Linked DNA regions of Sus scrofa: all the other regions are linked to region 3. Evidence: chromatin contacts called from public Hi-C and HiChIP or PLAC-seq data. All regions are on one chromosome and are shown on one strand. Each heading gives the region's core, a stretch centred on a gene start, on an enhancer-like site or on the middle of the called end of the contact. The rest is flanking DNA. Distances are from core to core; before and after follow the strand shown. Region 1 holds the start of PLXDC1 (plexin domain-containing protein 1). Region 2 holds the start of LOC100517731 (transcription factor CP2-like protein 1). Region 3 holds the start of RPL19 (60S ribosomal protein L19).

Region 1 (2,866 bases), core at 212-2,711, 39 kb before region 3:
CTGGGACTAGAAGCCAAGTCTCTGGCCACTCTCTGTGTGGTCTCTGAAAACTGGTGGCTCTGCACCAGCAGCCTCATCAGCTTCCACTGCCCTCTACCCACACCCTCCCTCTCAACAGGGACCCAGGCGTGTCTCAACTACCTTCAGGGATTTTTAAAGTTAAGCACTCTGTCACTGACACTGTGTCTGATGCCAGCACACCCGAGACACAATAGCCCAACCCCAGCAACCCCCTTGCCAAGCCCTTCACCTCCTGCATCCCATTCCAGGAATATCTATGCCAAGGGGCTCCCCAATAACCCACCTCCCCAGCCCCAAAGAAGGTCTGGGTGCATGAGGAGAAAAGAAGAGAATGTAAAATTATTTGTTAAAAAAACAGTTCTCCTTTTATAACTGGAGAGATTCAAGGCAGAGCTCAGAAAGGACTTCCAAGTGGGAGCGATGATTGCAGTGAACTGCGGTGGAGAAGAGGGAGTGTGCAAGATAGGATTGCTCACCCTCAACCCCAGGTTAGAGCCAGGGTAGCTAAAGGCCAAGAGCCACCAGGGCAGAGCAAAGCAGGAGTGACAGGAGGACCCTGGAGGCCAGGGGATGGGAAAGAAGCAACTTGCTTCTTTCTGGGCCCAGGGCTGCTCTCCAAGTACCAGAGAGAGGAAGGCATTAGGCTCCTGCTGCCCTTGTTGGAGGAGAGATGCTGGGTCTCCTCCATCCCTCTGGCTGCTCCCACCCAGCCCCCAGCCTGGGTCAGCCGGCGAGTGGGGGCAGGGAAGAGGAAAAGGAGGCAAAACTGGGGCAGGAGGCACCCCCAGACTCCATAACTCATCAGAATTCAGCCTCACCCGGTGTGACCGGGGGTCCCTAGGACTCTCCCGCTGTCCCCTTTGGAGCCAGAGCCCACTCACTGCCTTATGGCTCCCCCGCTCCTGGGGTCCCTCCAGGAGGGAAGGAGAGATCGGGGCATCAGTGTCTGGCGCCTCCACCCTCACTCATACATACACCCCGTGTGTTTAGGAAAGTGGGGTCCCTGTCCACCTGCCACAGTCCACAGGGCTCTTCGCCTCCCGCAGACACTATCCCCCGCGTCCCGGACATCGCCAGCCTGCCCGGTCTTGCCCATGCCCCCGCCTGCCTGCCTGCCAGCGCCCCCGACCCCCTGGCCCACCCGGGCCAACTCCGGCCAGTCCTACCTGCTCCAGGCGGGGGGCTCAGCGCCCGGGCAGCCTCCCTGAACACCAGCACGAGGAGCCAGAGCTCGGCCCGCATGGTGGGGGCCAGGACCCGCCCCCGGCCCGCAGCTGCCCCCGGCCCGGGCTAGGGAGCGCGGTCCCCGGGGCTGGCAGGCGGAGGGGTGGGTGGCGGAGCGGCGGCGGATCGCGGGGCCCGCGAGCAGCGAGAGCCGCCGAGCGCCAGCCAGCGGGCGGAGAGCGGGCGCAGCAGCCTCGCGGGGCCGGGACCCGGGAGGGGGCGGGGCGGGGGCGGGGCGCCTCCGGAGCTCGCCCGGTCGCCCCGGGTCCTCCCAGCTCTGCCCAGCGCGCCCCGAGAGCTCCTGCCGCTGCACCCGAGGCGGGGGTGGGGAGGTGCGGAGGGAGGAGGAGGGGGACCGGGCGGGAGCCCCCTGGGCTGGGAGAACCCCCCGCAAAGAGCATCGGTCGCCCCCACACTGCACCTTAGCTCCTGCCTCCCTTCCCCTCCTCCACTCCTCGGGGAGCGGGCGGCAAAGCAAAGGTTGGAGGGGGCCAAATCCGAGGAAGGAACCCGCGCGCCCCTTCCTCGGACCACGGGCTGCTATCATCCACCCCCGACCCAGCTCTACCAGATTTCCCGACTTTCTGGGCTGTTCCTCGGAGATACCCATCCCCGCCCCAGGAATCTCCCCTTGCTGCAGAGGCCTGGAGTCCACGCCCTCCCATGGCTCCTCTCCACTTTATCCGCCACCCCCACCCCCCATCTCCCACTGCCAGCAACCTCTGGTCCCCCAGGCCAGCAGACACGGGGATGGACGGGGCCTGGCTCATCCCTACTTTGAAATAACCTGGACTTCTCCCCACACCCAGAAGGGGACCGAAGCCACCCTCCTCTCAGGGACCCCAGGCCTCCTTACGGCCCAACACAGTCACTCTCCAAAGCCTGCCCCAGAGCAAGGAAACGTCTCACTCCAACTGCCACCACTTATAACAGGCTCTAGGGATAGATCACTTTTTTTTTTTTTTTTCCCTTCCAGAGCAGAATAAAAATACCCACAACTTAGGAGATTTAATAGACAGCAGGGAATCAGGTCAGGACACGGAGGTACCTGTTCGCTCCCCGACCTACTTCGGGCGATGGCATGGAACTCAGGCGCTGGATGGTGAGAGAGTGAGCGGTGAGGGGGGCACCCTGACATATATGAGGCTGGGGCCCAGGGACTGGACAACGCAGAGGTGAGCGCCATTGAGGGAATTCCCCCAGGAAAAGGGTGTGCCCGGGGTCTGGAGGAGGAACAGCGTGGGCTGGAAGAGGCGGGTTGCCTGGCATTGAGACAAAGAGGGGACCAGAGAAGGAAACGAGAACTAGACTCCCTAAAAGTTCAGAATGCCAGTTCCTCCTTCCTCAGGACCCAGGGTCCCAGAAGCGACCTCCTCCAGCCCTAAGCCCTTATGCATTCACAATGGGACAACACGAGGTCTGTCTGTAAGTTCTTCTTGTTGTCTAATTTAAATTGAGATTTTGCAGACACAGGTTCAAAAAGGCTGCTGCCCCCAGCTGTGGCTTCTTGCTGCCCTCTAGTGGCCGCGTGACGAGCCGCAACGCGCGTGTTTTGCGGTTTTCCTCACTTTTCCAGCCCTGCCCCGACCCTGCCCACGAGGTCCGATGCCAGGCAGGCAGT
Region 2 (3,036 bases), core at 128-2,627, 43 kb after region 3:
CCAAGAAAATGGCAAACACACACACACACACACACACACACACACACACACACACACACACAAAAAGGAATGTGGCCTAGCATAGAAGACAACACAATACATTCTGGTTAGAGGAGAAGATACTGAATTATTTCTCAGCAATTTTCCCAAGTAAAAAATAATTTCCTTGGAGTTCCCGTCGTGGTACAGCTGAAACCAATCTGACTAGGAACCATGAGGTTACAGGTTCAATCTCTGGCCTCACTCAGTGGGTTAAGGATCCAGCGTTGCCGTGAGTTATAGCGTATGTTGCAGCCCCAGCTCGGATCCCTCGTTGCTGTGGCTGTGGTGTTGGCCAGCGGCTGTAACTCTGATTCCACCCCTAGCCTGGGAACCTCCATATGCCACAGGTGTGGCCCTAAAAAGCAAAATAATAATAATAATAATTTCCTTGGCTTAGGGAACCCCAAAGTGTATTGCAGTTAGCTCTTAGGTTACGCCATGATCTAGAAAATGACAGAGTATTTTGGACGTGAAAAAAAAATCCATTAAAAAAAAAAGCATCTCGGAGTTCCCACCATGGTGCAGCGGAAACGAATCTGACCAGGAACTATGAGGTTGCAGGTTCTATCCCTGGCCTCGCTCTGTGGGTTATGGACCTGGCATTGCTATGAGCTGTGGTGTAGGTCACAGACACGGCTCGGATCCCATGTTGCTGTGGCTCTGGCGTAGGCTGGCAGCTGTAGCTCTGATTGGACCCGTAGCCTGAGACCCTCCATATGCCACAGGTGCAGCCCTATAAAGCAAAAAAAAAAAAAAAAAAAAAAAAAAAAAAATTAAAATTAAAATAAGTTAAAAAAAAAAGCATCTCTTGGAGTTCCCATTGTGACTCAGCAGCAACAAACACAACTACCATCCATGAGGACATGGGTTGGATTCCTGGCCTCACTCAGTGGGTTAAGGATCCGGCATTGCTGCAAGCTGCGGTGAAAGGTCACAGATGTAGCTTGGATCCCGTGTTGCTGTGGCTGTGGTGTAGGCTGGCAGCTGTAGCTCTGATTTCACCCCTAGCCTGGGAACCTCCATATGCTGCAGGTGTGCACTTAAAAAGCAAAAAAAAAAAAAAAGTCTTCAGGATCTTACTGAGGCTCTTGGGGGACTTAGGTTTCTTTGGCCCCCATTGGCAGGAATGTTCCTATCCCCGTCTCTCTCCTTTGTCTGGCTTCCTGGCAGAAGAATGTATGTTCAGGACCCAGGTACCTGGAGCTGCCCTGTCCAGTGTGCATGGGGCGTGCTCTTTGAAGGCCTGGATAGTTGGAGTAACGTGAGTTCAGGCCACATCTTTAGAGCCCCACCTCCGCTCTCTGCAAGGCCCTTATCTGTTTATACCAAACACGGTGGGGGGGGGGGTGCCCGGGCTGACTGTGTACAGTGACAACAGGGGCTGAGCCCCGGGAAGGAAGCCATCCCCCAGGCGGTCTCTATTTGTCCATAAACACAGTCCACCCCACGCCCCAGGGCGGAGGAGGGGCAAAGAAACCAGCCCAGCTGGAGCTGCCTTCCCACTGCTTTCCTGGCAGGGGGCACTCCCAGGCACCCAGGCACACCACCTCCTCCTCATAGGCTCCATCTCCCTCCCAGCACCACCCCCTGAGTTGTTTCCACAGCAAGTGAAAGGATGAAAATGCAACCTAAAACCCCCAAGACCCCAAGAAGATAATAAAGAAAAAGCCCTAGATGCCCCTGAATTCCAGAAACTCATCCCTGCCAAGTAAATACGTCACACTTGTTGTTGCATCGGGGCCTGTTTTACGTCCTTTCACCTAGTTTTTTTCTATGAAACTGGGTGGGAGGATGTGAAACAGGCCTTGGGTGAGACTGCTGGCCTAAGCAAGGTAACAGGATCTGAGTTGACTAAACGCTTATCTGGCTTCTGTAAAACTGCTTGCAAATATTGATTGCACAACTGCAAAATGACACACCACCCACGAGCCCGCGCTAATATAGACCTCCTGATTGGTCCTCAGAACGCGTACTTTAAAATGATTCGTCTTCCAGGCGCGGGCTCTTGATGCGCGAGCTTTGTTGTGAACCCCATAAAAGCTGTCCGCACTCGGGGCCGCAGTCCTCTACCCCTGCCTGGCATACGACTGTGGGCCCCAGCGTGCTTGAAATAAAAATCCTCTTGCTGTTTGCAACAAGACCGCTTCTCGTGAGTGATTTGCAGTGTCGCCTCTTCCGAGTCCAGACGAGGGGGATTTTCCTTCTCCTGGCCTTTTCATTTGGTGCGTTGGCCGGGAATACCCCGCGACCACCCCTCACACCCGAGAACCGACTTGGAGGTAAAGGGATCCCCTTTGGAACGTGTGTGCCAGCCGGCGTCTCTGTTCTGAGTGTCTGTTTTCTGTGATGCGCGCTTTCGGTTTGCAGCTGGAGGACTGTGATCAGCAGACGTGCTAGGAGGATCACAGGCTGCCGCCCTGGGGGACGCCCCGGGAGGTGGGGAGAGCCAGGGACGCCTGGTGGTCTCCTACTGTCGGTCAGAGGACCGAGTTCTGTTGTTGAAGCGAAAACTTCCCCCTCCGCGGCCGTCGGACTCTTTTGCCTGCTTGTGGAAGACGCGGACGGGTCGCGTGTGTCTGGATCTGTTGGTTTCTGTTTCATGTGTCTTTGTCTTGTGCGTCCTTGTCTACAGTTTTAATATGGGACAGACAGTGACGACCCCCCTTAGTTTGACTCTCGACCATTGGACTGAAGTTAAATCCAGGGCTCATAATTTGTCAGTTCAGGTTAAGAAGGGACCTTGGCAGACTTTCTGTGCCTCTGAATGGCCGACATTCGATGTTGGATGGCCATCAGAGGGGACCTTTAATTCTGAAATTATCCTGGCTGTTAAAGCAATCATTTTTCAGACTGGACCCGGCTCTCATCCTGATCAAGAGCCCTATATCCTTACGTGGCAAGATTTGGCAGAGGATCCTCCGCCATGGGTTAAACCATGGCTAAATAAACCAAGAAAGCCAGGTCCCTGAGTTCTGGCTCTTGGAGAGAAAAACA
Region 3 (3,351 bases), core at 32-2,531:
TCCTCATGGATACTAGTCAGATTCGTTTCTTCTGAGCCAAGACGGAAACGCCTTGTTTATCCATTCTAAATGCCATGGTTTGCATCTACTAATTCCAAACTCCTAGTCCATTCCCCCCACCCCCCGCCCCGTGGCAACCACAAGTCTGTTTTCTGTGAGTCTCTGTTTTGTAGATAGATTCATTTGCACTATATTTTATTTATTTATTTTGCTTTTTTTATGGTCTCTACCTGTGGCATGTGGAGATTCCCAGGCTCCGGTGGAATCTGAGCTGCAGCTGCCACCAGTCTACATCACAGCTACAGCAACACCAGATCTGAGCGCGGACTGGGACCTACACCACAGCTCTCGGCAACACTGTATCCCTAACCCACTGAGTGAGGCCAGGGATCTAACCAGCGTCCCCATGGATACTGAGCCACAATGGGGATCTCCCATTTGTGCCATATTTTAGATTCCACATATGAGTGATATTATAAGGTTTTTGTCTTTCTGACTTAGTACGATAATCTCTAGTTGCACTTCCTTAGGTTTTTGCATTGGGAACTCCAGAGCAAGAGGAAAGAACTATGAGAGGTTCTAGCAACCAGGTTTAAGACTTTCACAGCTATTCATTCGCTCCTTATTTCTCAAGTGCTTACTATGTGCAAAGCTCCATGGCTGCCGGCATACAGTATGAGCCAAACAAAAGACTGGTTCCTGTCATAAGGAGCATGCCTTTTTACTTATTTATTTTTAAAGAGGAGCTGGTCTTAATGCCTGCCTTCGCAAGCTGCAAACGTTAACTCATGCGATTTTCACAACTGAACAACGGATATATCACGTACACTATACGGAGAAGGAAACTGAGGCACTAAGAGATCAAGGACCATAGGGGTGCAAAAACATCAGCTAGTATCTTTGGTGGTTTATTCTGACCTCCAGGGTCTCCCAATAATTAAGAGAGTGAATACAGGGCTGCTTTTGTCTGAAATCCGCCCTCATTATTCCCTCTTGCTTCACCTTCCACACCCGCCCCGCGCCAATAAAACACCCAAAGAACCCAACGCGACTGCGAGAAACGGGCCACTCTAGCAAAATTCCCTCAACCCGCCTGCGCAACCCAGCTGACTTCCGGCTTCCGCCATCCACGTGACCAGACACCCTTGCCACGCATGCCTAATAGGAAGTCGGACTATACCACTTTGCCATGCCGAAGGGGTATATTTTCTATGTTTTTAAGTTTAAAACCGATTTCTGATATTAGGCTTCGAGTATCCCGGATCTTTACAGAAGATATAAGTACGTTTATGGTGGCAGAAGATGAAAAGACTGGAGGGGAATACGGGCGAAAGCGGAGCCAGGGATGAGCTCTCCCCTGCACAGATAATGGGAGGAGCCTGGCGAGAGCAAGTTCTTTCCTTTCGCCGCTGCGGCAGCAGCCATGAGGTAAGGGCTCCAGGGTCTCCGATTTTGGTTGATTCCGGCTGCCAGGGCACTCGACGGCTCGATACCTCAGCCCCTGGTGGGAGAGTTGAGGTGGAGACGGCCCTGAAGCGGCCGGCCTTGGAGCTTAGGGTAGGCCGGAGCACACTAGCTCTTGGCCTGGAGAGGATGGGGGTGGGAGAGCGTCCTGGGCACTCTTACGCAGGAGGAAGGGCGAGCCCTGCGCCCCACACGTGTCCGAGGCTACTCCTGCGGGCAGAAGAGAGGCGGTGGCGGGAACCGGGCTATGGCTTCCTTACTCGCTGGGTCAATCTGTGGCTCCGAGCCCATGTCTGCTTGCATGTGACGTAGGACGGGGCCTCGCGTAGGTCTCGAGCCTCCGACTGTCCGGGATGAAGCAATCCCTGGTTCTTTGATGCCTTTTATTCGGTGGAGCCATCATAAGAAAATCCTTAAGGCTAGTATATTACTGTGATAAGATGAGAAAAACGAGCCCAGGAATCAGAAGACTGACTAGCGAATCGGCTCCGCTGGCCTCAGATTCTTCGCGTTAAATAAATTCATTTTCACTGGTGCATGTCAGAGTATTAGCTCCCTCTATAAATTTCAATTTCATCCGTTCATCTTATTTTCCAGAGGAGAAAACTGAGGCGCAAATACGTCAAGATATAGCTTGGGCTTTGTCTACATTATGGGATGGGTAGTTGCCAAGGCATTAACAAAAATCTGGATACAGGGGAGATTTTTAATTTGGAGGTGCCATTGTGGGTGGCAAAAGCCTGGGGCGGGAGAGACATGTTTGTCCTTAGTACTAAATGCACATACATCCATATCCTGTGGTATATTTCACATTAGAAGGCTTTGGAGGGCAGGTCTTGCTGGGGATGCTCCTTGCCCAGGAATGGTTTCCAGGGCCTGATAGTGTTTTCTGTTTGTTACAGTATGCTCAGGCTTCAGAAGAGGCTTGCCTCCAGTGTCCTCCGCTGTGGCAAAAAGAAAGTCTGGTTGGACCCCAATGAGACTAATGAAATCGCCAACGCCAACTCCCGTGAGTTCTTGGGTTCTGCGACCTTTCTTTGCCCTATCACCTGCTCAACCCTTGAGGGATGAAAGGTGGCACAATTGTGTTAACTTGAATGTGCAGATTTAGGAGAGCTCATAAGTCGGACATTGGGGGGTGGGCATCCTTAGGAAATGGAAGGAATCAAAGAAATAGGAAATGCCAGGGGTTCTTCTCTTCCTGCCATTTGCCAGAATGAGAGAATGGAGGTTAATGGAACTACCCAGTGTTATATTAGTAAATACGGTTAGAATGGATGTTCTGTTGTATAGCTATATGAAGGGTTTGTGAAGAAGCAAACTGGAGTACTGGGGGTTAGGGATGAATTGGGAAGGCCTGGGCCTCAGAACAGAGGCATGTTTGTACATAATTACTCAAAGTAGTTAGACAGTGTCAGTCCTGCAGATAACATTAGCATACCACAGTACTTCCATAAATAGGGTTCCTGCTGTAGCACAGCGGGTCTTAACCCGCATTGCCACAGCTATGCCATAAGTTACAGCTGCGGCTCAGGTTTGGTCTCTGGCCCGGGAACTTCCATATGCCATGGGAGCAGCCATATTTGGGGGGGGGGGATGATGGCAAGGCAGATTTTATTCAGGACCATTGAAATAGTTCTCCGGGGACCAGTGCAGTGGGATTTTACAGTGAGGGGGAGAGATTGGGCTCAAATCAGAAGGTAGCATGAGCAACTAGGGATTGACAGCCAAGGAGCACAGTGTAGGGGTCAGTGGGAGGAAAATTACTATGAAGAAACAGGTAAGGGGGATTCTGACTAAACTGACCTAAAAAAAAGGATTCTTCCTGAAATCACGATAGGGGTTTCTGGTTAACTAACTTAAGCGGGGTTCTTTCCAAAATGAGAA

Evidence for each region. A called contact is a pair of places that touch in the nucleus more often than the background predicts. HiChIP or PLAC-seq counts read pairs in DNA pulled down with a chosen protein or histone mark.
Region 1: a contact with region 3 is called in a Hi-C map of skeletal muscle, with 2.2 times the contacts expected there. The contact joins the promoter of PLXDC1 here to the promoter of RPL19 in region 3. A contact is called at or near these places in 3 of 47 Hi-C or Micro-C datasets (embryonic fibroblasts and skeletal muscle) and 2 of 2 datasets of contacts at active chromatin or transcription factors (alveolar macrophages and skeletal muscle).
Region 2: an H3K27ac HiChIP or PLAC-seq map of alveolar macrophages shows a contact between it and region 3, with 4 times the contacts expected there. The contact joins the promoter of LOC100517731 here to the promoter of RPL19 in region 3. A contact is called at or near these places in 2 of 5 promoter capture datasets (fetal liver and liver), 27 of 47 Hi-C or Micro-C datasets (adipose tissue, alveolar macrophages, blood and 15 more) and 2 of 2 datasets of contacts at active chromatin or transcription factors (alveolar macrophages and skeletal muscle).

Annotation. Positions count from the first base shown.
Region 1 is chr12:23,071,887-23,074,752 of Sscrofa11.1, reverse strand. It overlaps PLXDC1 (plexin domain-containing protein 1), which reads right to left and starts at 1,461. Exons shown (of 14, transcript XM_021067058.1): 1 at 1,188-1,461. The coding sequence starts at 1,263.
Region 2 is chr12:22,989,835-22,992,870 of Sscrofa11.1, reverse strand. It overlaps LOC100517731 (transcription factor CP2-like protein 1), which reads left to right and starts at 1,377. Exons shown (of 16, transcript XM_013979827.2): 1 at 1,377-2,191.
Region 3 is chr12:23,032,267-23,035,617 of Sscrofa11.1, reverse strand. RPL19 (60S ribosomal protein L19) reads left to right here and starts at 1,281. Exons shown (of 6, transcript XM_003131509.5): 1 at 1,281-1,428; 2 at 2,367-2,473. The coding sequence starts at 1,424.